2 separate regions of the Mus musculus genome follow, and region 1 is linked to region 2. A link is a contact called in public HiChIP or PLAC-seq data. All regions are on one chromosome and are shown on one strand. Each heading gives the region's core, a stretch centred on a gene start, on an enhancer-like site or on the middle of the called end of the contact. The rest is flanking DNA. Distances are from core to core; before and after follow the strand shown.

Region 1 (6,464 bases), core at 3,556-6,055, 640 kb before region 2:
GGAACAGGAGACCACCAGTTACTGTGGTATCTCTTCAGGAGTAGTGTTGGAGAGCAGATGTCAGCTAGTCACTTTGCAAATGAGAAATCAAGATTGTATGCAGGTCCCAGCAGCTGTGACCCCAGAAGCTCTGAGACCCCTCAGAGTTCTACTCTGCCATGGAGGTACAGGCCCAACTCTAAAGCCACCAGGCGGGTGAGAGTCAGCACCCTTCTGACAGATGACAGCCATCTTCACCGAGCCTTCTGTTTCATTGGTCTACACGCATTCCACACTGCCTTCCCGTGTGACCAAGGCTGCTCAGACCTCCAGTTCCCTCAACCTGGTGTTAAATGTGTCCACTTCTCCACCCCCTACTCTCTTTCCCCCTCTCAGGAGGTAAGAGGTATCCAGTCACCTCAGCCTCTCCTGTGAGAACACTAGAGTGGCCCGGACCTCTGGATGGAGAACATGCTGACCTTGCTCAGGTCAGCGGTACCACAGACAGGCAGGGGGTGCGAGGGTCTAGAGCTTGGGTTTGTGTGTCCCAGGAAGGAGAGCAGTGGGGACCAAATCCCAGCCTATCTTTTCCGTGGGATGCCTGGGACAGACCTGCCCATACACTGGCCACATGATCTGATGTGGAAACAAGCAGCAGCAGCTGACTTCACATCCTCTTGGAGAGGACACGTCAGGAAATATCGGAACGGTCGATGTCCCTGAACCTTCCTGGGGTGCCAGGCTGTCTGCTAACCGCCCCTTCCATCTGTCTGATAACGCCACACTGCAGGCCGACTTGAAACCCCTAGAAAATGAGTGGAAGGGAAACCTTTACAGATACCACCTTCCCACCTGTCACCTTTCTGTGGCTTGGTCTTTGTGCATCCCCACTTCAAAAGCAGGAAAGGGACCCAGAGAACCCCTGTCCTCTCCCAGAAGACCCTGGGCTCTGTCTGGGTAGCCACCTGGGCTAGGTTCCACTTCTTCAGGAAGCTGCTTCTAATGGAGCGACCTATGCCAGTTCCAGTCCTGGTTGGCCATCATTCCTGACTAGTGGATGGCTCCCTTGAATCTCACCTTTCACACCCTATTTTAGCTTGGGCACTTCTCAGAGGCAGGTCACAGCTGTGTCCTCTGTCACCTCCTGTCATGGAAGTTTCACTCATGAACCTCATTTCTCCCACTGCAGATGTCCACCTCTAGTGACAAGACACCTTAGTCTTGGGGTCTAGCAGAGGAGGGACGCAATCTGGTTTCTGTCCTCAGAACATACTACAGCAGCTCGGGCAGCTGGTGACCAGCCTGGATCTACCCTTACTCCTCCCCGGTCTCCAGAGCCAGAATCTCCAGGCTGTCAGCACAGCACTGTAGACACTCTAGGCAGGAACCCTACCTGGTTCCCCAAGTTTCAAAAGGTATTCTTGGATACTGGGGAGATCCAGCCGTCCTTTGTCTTTCGATCCAAAATGTGTCCCCATCACCCTCATCTCAGGAAGGGGACTACAAATCTCGTAGACAAGATAAGCTCCCCTGGACATGGTGGTGCACAACTTGGCAAACCTAGCACTCGGGGGAGAGACAAGATCTCAGTTCAACTTGAGCTACATAGGGAGTTTCATATCAGCCAGCCACAGTGGCACATCGAAACACCGCCTTTGTTTTTATTCATTTCTTAAGGGGGTGCAGTAGTTGAGGCTTTGTGTCACTTTTCAGTGACAGCTGTTTGTCTTTGCTTGATCCAGAAACAGCCAATGACCTTCATAACAGTGTGTGGCCAAAAAAAGCCGTCCTTGTAGGGTCAGAAGTGTAGGACCCTGTATGGATAGCCACAAGCAGCTTTATAGAACCCCTGTGATGATGGTGCCACGTTCCCGACTCCATGAGGTCCAGAATGAGTTACCACTAGATGTTTTATCCCGACGGTGCTGGCACGCTGCCCTATCTGTGGTACTCGGAGAAACAGTTGCAAGCATTTCATTTCCAGCCAGCACAAGCCCAGAGCTGCAGGGTGGCACACCAGTGAGTTCATAGAAGCCATTGAAGATGATGACGATGCTGATTAAATTCTCGGCCGTGTGCTGTGATGCCCCCAACTTGTTGACCTAGGCTTTGTGCTGTGGCTTCTGGTGGGGTTTGCTTTAGTTTTTGAGAAGCTATCAAACATCTCACATGTTGCCTGTGTGTTGATCTTCTATTGTATGTTGATAGTAAAATAATATTACACTTCAGACCATGGAAGGCTTGGAGAAGCAGAATGGAGGCGTGGCCTACAGGAGCGGATCATTAATGTTTATGTAAAACAGAAGCTTTGACTGAATGGCCCATGGCAAGATGGCTCCCTGCATCTCTGAATGCTATAGTCATCTGAGCACCTCCCTTACTTTGTAACCCACCCAGAGGTGCTGCTGTGCCTGGTTCCCCTCCAGTTTGTGCCAGCTAACCTCCAGTCCCATGAGTCCTTGCAGGAGAGGAGCTGTGAAAGGCCCCAGCACAGCTGTGGTCACGGTGGTTGCACAGATCAGGGTCTGGCGAGCTTTCTGTAAACGGCCAAGGTGTTCATTGAGATTTTGGTACCACAGTCTTAGACAGCTCTTCATGTTGCCCCTGGAGCAGGCAGAGAGCCTTGGTATCACAGAGAGAGGTATGGCGTCATCCACCCCAGGGTGAGGCGTGTGGCCCCACGTGGGCAGGGTAACACCTCACTAAAAGGTTTTTAGATCTCTGCCCACAGTTGTTTCTCTTAAGACATCATCTGATTTTTTTTTTTGTTGTTGTTTGTTTATTTGTTTGTTTGTTTTAGAATTTATTTAGTATATGTAAGTACATTGTCTTTAGACACCAGAAGAGGGCGTCATATGTCACTACGAATGGTTGTGAGCCACCATGTTGTTGCTGGGATTTGAACTCAGAACCTCTGGAAGAGCAATCAGTGCTCTTACCCGCTGAGCCATCTTACCAGCCCCATCTGATTTCAAAAACAACTCCAATGCCGGCCGTCCAAGGAGACCCCACACTGGTTTTGCAGCTTTACGATGTCTGTAAGGTAGGTGTTACCGTCTGTACATCTGCTAAAACTGGAGGCAGACTGCCTTCTGATCAAGGGTCCCACAGATCACCTGCTTGTCCAGACTCCAATCTCCAGTTGCAGAGCTTCAGGCATGTGGATTGCATAAAAGCAGAACAGCTTTGCCGCTCAGCGCGTGCACGCGCACACGTGTGTGTGTGTGTGTGTGTGTGTGTGTGTGTGTGTGTGTCTGTGTGTGTGTGTGTGTGTCTGTGTGTGTGTGTGTGTGGTGTGTGTGTGTGTGTGTGTGCGTGCATTTTGAGACAACGGTTTCTCTGTGTAGCCCTGTTCTGTAGACCAGGCTGGCCTCAAACTCAAAAGATCCAACTTCATGCTGGATTGTCAGCATGTGCCACCTCTGATAACCAACATCTTCATAATGTCTCCTCATAAAGTCCTCTGAGGCACAGCTGAGCTTCTCCATGGTGGCAGGCAAACCCTAAGACTCCACACTCGGAGGTCTCACTAATATGGAAGGGGTGGTAACTGCTCTGCCCCCCTACTGAGGCCCCCTACCTCAGTAGTACCATGTCTTCCCCCCAACCTCCAGCTGGCTTTGTGTTAGTGCTGTGGACATGAGGGGTCTCCAGGAGCCTGTGGTGTGTTCCTTCTAAGTGTGCTTGACAGCAGTTGGGGTGTCAGGGGAGCCTGACCTGTAAATCCCCGGGTGGAGCAACCCTGAGGTCAGGGCTGTTCTACTTCACCAGAGACCACTTCCCCTACACTCCTGCCCAGCATTGCCTATCTGGCTGAGGACAGTATCTGTTGGCGGTCTAGTGGGCCATGAATTCAGGATCCTGTTAATATGGGATCTATTGGGATTCCAGTCTTCCTCTCAGCCCCTACTGAGTGACAGGCACAGCTTTTCTACTCATGAGGTTGAGGTCTGGATCTGTGCATGTTAGTGCTGTCCATGGTGGGACTTCACTGCCCTAGATCTCACATCTCATTGCGATCTACCCCAAGGCTCAGCTATGCGGCAGCCATCATCTCAGGATGCTGGGAGGTGGGGAAGTGCTGGGATGAGATGGTGACCCTGTGCTTGCTCGGAGGCCTTACTGTTGCTACCCGTCTCCTGCTAGTGAGCCCTGCAAGTGTGCTTGAAACCACGGAGTCTTAGCATGGAGCTGTCTGCTCACACTCTGCCAGAGGCCATGCTGGCTGAAGGGCTTTGGCGTCTCGCACATGTACTCCGATGCCTGCCCACCCACCCCCGTTACTGAACAATAGGCCCCAAATGAAGCTTGACCCCTCTGAGCCTTGGTGTCCCGCCAGTGAAAGTCTGGATTGTCGACACTAACATGGGACATGGCTCTGTGACAAGGAAACATGAAAACAACACTTCGTGCCCTGGTTGGGCTCTTAGCTAGAGTCACCAGCCAGCGTGCATTGCCCAGGACAAAGGATTCCTGGGAGGCCAGACTTTGACTCTAAAACCAAGACAGTCATGGACAAACAGGGACCGTTGGTCACCCTGTTACAAGAGTATAGCAGTTTTCATCTAAAGACAGATGTAAACACTGGGCCATTGTATAGGAGCCAGGCAGTGCTGTAACCTGAAGCCAGTCTCACAGGGAGAACTCAAAGTGTTCTTTCCATACAGTGCTCCGTTCTCCCCAGACTGCCATGGACAGGTACATCCAGGCATATTGAGCTTGCTGCAGCCAAAGACGCTTTCCCAAAGGTGTGCATGTATGCCTGGCCCTCTGGCAGCAGCCTGCAATGTTCCCACCGGTTCATTCTTGCCACTCACCCCCAGGCTCCACCCACAATGGCCTCACGCCAGATTCTGAGACCAGGTCTGCTTTGAATGACTGGAACAGAGCAGCCCAGGATTTAACCCATTCCTGGCTTGAGTGCCTCCTGCCGTTAACCATTTCCTCCCCCCTGCCTGTGGCTCGAGTGACCCAACAACAGCCTCTCAACTCTCTCCCATTTTGCGAGGAAACATTTCTGCTTTATGACTGCATGTGCTTTCTCGTCTCTCCCGTTATCTTAATGAATTAACTGGGTGCCCATTGCTCCCTGGCCCCCCCACGGTTTACGAGCTGTTCAGCGATCACTGCGATCTTCGTCAGCTTCACACAGTTGTTGTACCGGTTCCTATTACAGTAATTGGCATGAACTTTATTCTTTTGCAGAGAGATTCTTTGGCCCGCTGAGACTGCATAACCATCTGCCATAAATTGAGACTAGTACGGCTTATTTTGGTGAATGCAAAATTGGATCCCATTCTTTACTCTGTGGCTTGATTCAACTTCCAGATGGTTAATCCACATGAAGTAATAGGAATGCACCACAGCTCTGCTTAGCTGAAGATGGAGACGTAATATTTATTTGCTGATGTGGAGGCCTCCAAACGCTGCCCTGTCGGGATGTCAATATATAACACGGCAGCACAGAAATGTCAGCTTGTTCTGCAGGAACGACAGGCTCCCCTGAGTTGCCATGGGGGGACCCCTGGGTGCCTACTCCCCCCTTCTGTCCTTGACCTAATCTCAAGAGGTTTTTATTCTCTCCTGGGCTGTTTCTTATCAGCTAGGTCTGCCTGTGTAGCTGGCTTCACATCTGCTTTGACTTTAGTGCCTGTGACATTTTCATTAATACTTCTCCAAGGTTGAGCCTTTATTCCAAATACCCTGCAGCTCCCAGAAGCTAAAGCTCAGCTGTGCCCAGCTGGGGGCTGCTGGGAAACTTGGCCCCTGAAATACCAACAAGTCTGCTGTCCCCACTCAGATGAGCTGATCAACACTTTTTAATTGTTACTGATCATGCTCACCTGCTATGCTGAAGGATGCAGAGGCAGATCTTGGGGTAGGGGGGAATTGCTTTCACTCTGGGGAATATCGACTGCCTCTGTGTGTATGCTCCGTCCTGTCCTAGACTCCTCCTGGGTCTCAGCATGTGGTGCAGGGAAGCCTGAAGCCCTGCATCTCACCACCTGGGAGTACTGACTCTTCAGGGCTCCCTGTACCAGATGGGTCCAGCAACCCAGTTTACCCAGGGCTGCTCTGGCTGAGCCCCTATCTCCTCTGTACCATTCAGAGCTGGGCAAACTGAGACAGTTGCCTACCCTATGGCCCTGTCTACTCTAGATCTGCAGAGAGAACCTCTGGAGCTCACTCTGAAAGTCCTACATTGTGGTGTGTTCTGTGGTGACTCTGACAGGGCCCATGAATTTGGCAACCACAGTAGTGAGTCTCAAGTGACTCCATGGCCTGACATCTCGTGTGCCTTTGGGTTTAGAGGGAAGACTTGATGAGAAATTAGATCAAAGAGAGTCTACACATGGGAATTAGACTTAAAAGGAGCTAGTAAGAACCAAGTGTATTGGCGCACACCTTTAATCCCTGAACCCAGGGTAGAAGCAGGCAGATCTCCGAGGCCGGCTTTAGTTATGTAGTGAGTTCCAGGCCAGCCA
Region 2 (6,137 bases), core at 2,237-4,736:
CTTCCAGCCCCCAACCCCAGTCCCTGCCCCAGTCCCCAACCCTCAGCCCCAGCCCCTTGCCCCCAACCCTCAGCTCCCAATCCCAGACCCCAACCCCTGCCCCAGCTCCCAACCCCCAGCTCCTGTCCCAGCCCCCAGTCCGAGGCCCCAGCCTCAGCCCCAGTCCCCACGCCCCAGCCCCCAACCAGACCTCCAACCCCAGCATCAGCCCCAGCCCCAGCCCCAGCCCCATCCCCAGCCCCATCCCCAGCCCCAGCCCCAGCCCAGCCCCAGCCCCAGCCCCAGCCCCAGCCCCAGCCCCAGCCCCAGCCCCAGCCCCAGCCCCAGCCCCAGCCCCAGCCCTTGATCTATTACAGTGGCTTTGAAAAACCTTGGGGCTGGAGCTGGAGAGAGAACTCAGTGACTACTAACTGTATACTGATCTTCAAGAAGTTCCAAGTTCGGGGCTGGAGTGATGGCTCAGCAGTTAAGAGCACTGACTGTTCTTCCAGAGGTCCTGAGTTCAAATTCCAGCAACCACATGGTGGCTCACAACCATCCATAATAAAATCTGGTACCCTCTTCTGGTGTGTCTGAAGACAGCTACAGTGTACTTATTTATAATAATAAGTAAATCTTTGGGCCAGAGCGAGCACGGCTGGCTGGAGCCAGCAGAGGTCCTAAAATTAAATTCCCAGCAACCACATGAAGACTCACAACCATCTGTACAGCCACAGTGTACTCATAAAATAAAATAAATAAATAAATCTTTAAAAAAAAAAAAAAAAAAAGAAGAAGAAGTTCCAAGTTCGGTTCCCAGCACCCATGTGGGAAGGCTTACAAGCTCCTATAACTCCGGCTCCAGGAGATCAGACGGCCTCTTCTGGACAAGTACCTGCATACAAGTACGTGTGCATAGAAACACACCCAAATAAAACTAAAATACATATTTAAAACCCTGCCTTGAAGGGACAGAAGCATGAGCTCAGTGTCTGCTTACAATGGAGTCTCTTGGCCTCTGTTTGCCTGGGGGCATCTAGGACATCCCTGCCTTCTTCTCTAAGTGTGCCACAGGTCCTGTGTCATGTCTCTGAGAGAGAAACAGATGGAGGACCAGCAATGCCCATCCGTGCTCCCCCACGGTCTCCGCACAGCGTTTGATGTTATGAGGTTGTCCCGGCCCTTCATAAACTGCAGCAATGAATGTAAAACAACCCACTTTTACAACAGCATTGTTTAACCCTGCACCAATTAAAAGTACCTGTTATTAAAAAAGGTAATTATGCAGTAATTAGTTTGACACAAGACATTAAGCAGATTATTATCAAAGCCAGGGGAACTAGTAACTTCCATAGCCAGCGTCCTTCCCCCTTCCCCTCCCCCTCCCTACATGGGGGCCTTGTGTAGAGCTCAGGCCTCACTGTGGTCATCTGTAGCTCTTGGGTAATGAGGACCCCGGTCTCCAGAGCAGCTTACAGCTTTCCCAGTGGAGAATGTTGGTGGAGGAGGGCTACAAAACACTTCCCAGAAGACATGTGACATGTGTGGGGTCAGAGCAGACATGAGCAGACTGTCAGTGGGGGTGAAGTCAGGTGGGAGGGGGGGACTTTGTACCCATGAAAGGAGTGAAGCAGGGAAGACTTACCCCCACAAACACAGTAGTGCTGGGCTTGGGTTCTCAGTACTGTCTCCTTGACACCTCCAAGGGTAAGGTAACAAGGGACAAAGACAGGTCACTAAGTACCTCAAGTGTCAAAGAGAGGGGATGGCTCTGTCCCTATCAACTTTGATATATAAAATGTACACCTGGGGCTAGCTGGATGTGTCCGTGGGTAAGGGTGCTTGTGGCTGTGACTGGTGACCAGAGTTCCATCCTGGGGATATACACCAAAGAAGACTAACTCTTAAAAGTTGTCCTCTGACACCCTGTGTGCATACACATCCCACATATGCACACACATGTACACACACATACACACATGCATGCACACATGCACATATAGATTTATTTTTAATTTCAGTATACATTGGAAGGGGTCACTTCTCTTCTTTCCCACTCTCCAGGCTGAATCCCACTGGGCCTCTCTTTCTGTCCTCCAAAGTTTTTCCTCTGGTCCTCTTCCTTTCTCCCTGAGTTCTTCTTCTGGTCCTCTCTCTCTTCCTGTCCCCGCTTCCGAGTTCTTCCTCTGTGCCTTCCTACTTCCTTCCCAGTAACTTGAGGACTTCGTACAGACACATGGGCTGCAGTGTGAGCAGCTGATATATGAAGACACCATGAACACAGAAGAGCCGGGTGTCCACATGTACAGGATGGGGCTAGACCCACCCCTACTTCTCACTGGCTCAAGTCAGTCCTGAGACAGAAAAACAGCTAGAAAAAATTATCAGGATGGGGGTGCAGACCATGGGGCAGGGGGTGGGGAATATGACGTCAGGCACCCGCAGTAAGTGGGAAATTATGCTAAGAATTGTCTGCATGGCGACACAGTCGCAATGGGAGAAACGGGCCTCAGCATTGCAGAGATTGCTGATTGGCTCGCCTCTGCCTTCTCAGATCCCCAGGACTCAACGGAGTCAAGAACTAAGCAGCTCTGTGGCAAGCCCATGGCCCCAGCCCTAAAAACCTCACCACCACTTTATTCTTAGCAAACCCACCAGTTTCCAAGTTCCCATATCAGGTAGGAGCCAACTGTGCTGTCTCAGGTGACTTGTGCAACTACTTTGAACCTTGACTTTCTCTCTTGGAGCTATTAGGAATTCCTGTGAGGTTCATGGCAAGGAAGCTGCCCTGCCACTGTGCAGGTCCTACCTGTAAGAGCCTTCATTATCATCAGCCTGTCCTGTGACCACTGACCTGAGTCCCTGACTCTCTTCTCCAAAAGACCAAGAAATGTCTATTAACAGAAGGCAGGAAAACAGGCAGGCACAGATAAAGAAGTAAATTGGATCCCTCCCTACAAGCCATGTGACAATATCAGCAAGGCACAAACAATACTCAGCCTAGCAGGCATGCCTCTATCCCAGAAGCCTCTGGGCCACGAGCCTGAGACAGGCAAAGCCACATAGCATCATCCAACATCACCTGCTTTGCCAAACAGGGCACCAGGGTCTGGAGGCAGGAGACAACTCAAATGGGAAGAAGCAGAGACAGGATTTGAACTACAATCTCTCTATAGATTTTACCCGATGCCTCTTGTGCAGAAACCAGCTGTACATACCAGCTATAGTAGGTGCTTAGGAAACCTGCCCTCTCCACACCCCTCCTTCTGCTCTTTCCCCATCTTTCAGCACAGGGACTAGCAGATCTTCCCACGAATCCAGAAGAGACTGCTAAAATATCACTAACCCCCATCCGTCTCTCAGGGCCTGCCTGTATCCTCGAGTCCCTGATACATCTCCTGCCTTCCCTGAAAGGCTTGGGAATCCAGGAAAAGCAGGGACCACTCCTGGCAACGGGCCTCCTGCCCGTCCCGTGGTTGCCATGGCAACAGTGCCAGCATCCATCTTCTTCAAGTCCCTCTTCCCGGCTCTGCATCCCTCCCTCTCCTGTCACGTCAGATGAAGGACAGGGGCTGAGACCTAGCCACGGAACTGCGGAGGAGCAGAAGGAGAGGACGGCTATAGACAGAGCCATGTCAGGCTCAGACAGGGCTGGAGGAGGTTCTGGGTCCCCACCAGTCTGGGAAACTTCATTCCTTTCAGTGTCTTCTTGGACACACAATGCACATCAAACACTGTGCTGAGGGTTTTTGCATCCACTGCCCTACTTCAAATTCAGCATAAATGGAGGGTCTTCCTATGGGAGGCTTGCTTTTCTCTTCTTCCTTCAGCCCACTCTAGCTGGCCAGGCCCACACTACACCTCTTGCATCTCAACAAATCTTACACTGTTTGAAAAACTGTCCTCCCCCAAGCACTCCCCTTCTCTGTTTTTTGTTTTGCTTTCTTTTGTTCTTGTTTTTCAAGACAAGAAAGACCTCACAATACAGCTCTGGCTGGCCTTGAACTTGGAGATCTGTCTACCTCTGCTTCCCAAAAGCTAGGATTAAAGGTGTAGCCACCACCACTGACCTAGATTTGTTTACTTTTAATTGTCTCTGTGTGAGTCAGTGCACATGTAGACATGAGCACAGATCTCCCGGAAGAGGGCATCAGATCCCTTGGAGCTGGAGTTACAGGCAGTTGTGAGCCACCTAATATGGGGAGGGAGAGAGTTGGGAGTTGAACCCAGATCCCCTGCAAGAGCAGGGAGCATTCCTCACTGCTGAGCTGTCTGCAGAAATGGCCCCACCTGTCTAACTGCAAATCCCAAGTCTTCCAGTGGCACCAGGAGGCTTCTAAGATTGATCTGATGCAAAGAAATGAGGTTGTGCCGGGCAGTGGTAGCACACACTTTTAATCCCAGCACTTGGGAGGCAGAGGCAGGTGGGTTTCTGAGTTGGAGGCCAGCCTGGTCTACAGAGTGAGTTTCAGAACAGCCAGGACTACACAGAGAAACCCTGTCTTGGGAAAACAAACAAACAAACAAACAAACAAACATTTAAAAAGGAATGTAGGTTGTGCATAACAGTGTGATTGTGAAGTTGAGAGGTATATGCAAGGGCGGAGGCTTCATACTATCAAGGAACAGACAGCTTGGTCTGTGGCCTCTGGGTGCCCCTTAACCTCTGTTAACAGGTCAAGAATGCAGGCACGGACCCAGGAGGACCAACCACACTGATGGTAACTTCCCAAGGAGACGTGAGCCTGCCACACCAGGAAGCTCCCAACTGGCAGGACATTTACAGATCACCTTTTCAACCCACCCCACAGATTGGAAAACAAAACCCAGATCAGGGCAGGAACAAGTCCCAGGTGATGTGATGAAGCATGAGGCAGGACTTGAACCTTAGTAGTGCAGAGCCGTCACCAGTTGTACCCCAATTCATGACGTCCCATGCCAGAGCAACAGAGGCCTGGGCATGGTATCCATAGAGCAGGATGAGCTTTGTTGGCCAGGAACAGTGCCGAATTTTAAAATACATCAGCTTGGTTTTCAATGCTACAAAACAGAGATGCTTACCAACTTCCTCATCACAGGAGATGAGGGATCGGAGTTATGTGAGTTCCTAAGAACTGGCAGGGTGATTGCCACACACTTGGAAGCTTGAAAACCCCAGCTTGTGCCACACCATTTTTGAAGTCAGTCATCAGTTGGACCTAAGCAAGGTGTCATGGTTTGTATATGCTCTGCTCAGGGAGTGGCACTATTAGAAGGCATGGCCCTGTTGGAGGAGGTGTGGCTCTGTTGAAGGAGGTGTGGCCTTGTTGGAGGAGATGTGGCCCTGTTGGAGGTGGTATGGCCCTTGAAAGAGGTGTGGCCCTGTTGAAAGAGGTGTGGCCCTGTTGGAGGAGATGTGGCCCTGTTGGAGGAGATGTGGTCCTGTTGGAGGAGGTGTGGCCTTGTTGGAGGAGATGTGGCCCTGTTGGAGGAAGTGTTGGAGGTGGTGTGGCCCTTGAAAGAGGTGTGGCCCTGTTGAAAGAGGTGTGGCCCTGTTGGAGGAGATGTGGCCATGTTGGAGTGGGTGTGGCCTTGTTGGAATAGGAGTGGCCTTCTTGGAGGAAGTTTGATCTTGTTGGTGGTGGTGTGGCCAGGTTGGAAGAGGTGTGGCCCTGTTGGAGGAGGTGTGGCCCTGTTGAAAGAGATATGGCCCTATTGGAGGAGGTGTGGCCTTGTTGGAGTGGGTGTGGCCTTGTTGGAGTGGTTGTGGCCTTGTTGGAGGAGGTATGGCCTTGTTGGAGGAGGTGTGGTCTTGTTGGAGGAGGTGTGTTACTGTGGGTGTGGGCTTCTAAGACACTCATCCTAGCTTCGTAGATGCCAGTCTTCTGCTAACAGCCTTCAGATGATGATGTAGAGCTCTCAGCTCCTCCTGCACCATGCCTGCCTGGATGCTACCATGTTCCCACCTTGATGATAATGGACTGAACCTCTGAACCTGTCAGCCAGCCCCAACTAAATGTTGTCCTTTTAAGAGTTGCCTTGGTCATGGCTTCTGTTCACAGCAGTAAAACTCTTAGTTGACACAAGGTATCAGGAGCTGGATCTGAAGACTGTGGAAACACCTCAGCAGTGGTCCCTTTCGACCTTCCAAACCAGCCAAGCCGAGCTGATCTCTTCTT

Evidence for each region. HiChIP or PLAC-seq counts read pairs in DNA pulled down with a chosen protein or histone mark.
Region 1: an H3K4me3 HiChIP or PLAC-seq map of embryonic basal ganglia shows a contact between it and region 2, with 4 times the contacts expected there. The contact joins two enhancer-like sites. A contact is called at or near these places in 1 of 15 datasets of contacts at CTCF or cohesin (the NIH/3T3 cell line), 3 of 484 Hi-C or Micro-C datasets (cortical neurons and embryonic stem cells), 6 of 115 datasets of contacts at active chromatin or transcription factors (T-cell acute lymphoblastic leukemia, embryonic basal ganglia, embryonic forebrain and 3 more) and 2 of 9 other capture datasets (embryonic tail and embryonic trunk).

Annotation. Positions count from the first base shown.
Region 1 is chr5:111,389,201-111,395,664 of GRCm38.p6, forward strand. No RefSeq gene overlaps it. Among named protein-coding and RNA genes, the nearest start is that of Mn1, 25 kb to the right of the region's middle. Within about 2 kb of position 4,806, at least 85 of the 459 cell types and tissues checked have an H3K27ac peak or open chromatin away from gene starts, as enhancers often do. A contact at or near this core is called in cortical neurons and embryonic basal ganglia, where this site is marked.
Region 2 is chr5:112,026,680-112,032,816 of GRCm38.p6, forward strand. No RefSeq gene overlaps it. Among named protein-coding and RNA genes, the nearest start is that of Gm36794, 83 kb to the left of the region's middle. Within about 2 kb of position 3,487, at least 20 of the 459 cell types and tissues checked have an H3K27ac peak or open chromatin away from gene starts, as enhancers often do. A contact at or near this core is called in cortical neurons and embryonic basal ganglia, where this site is marked.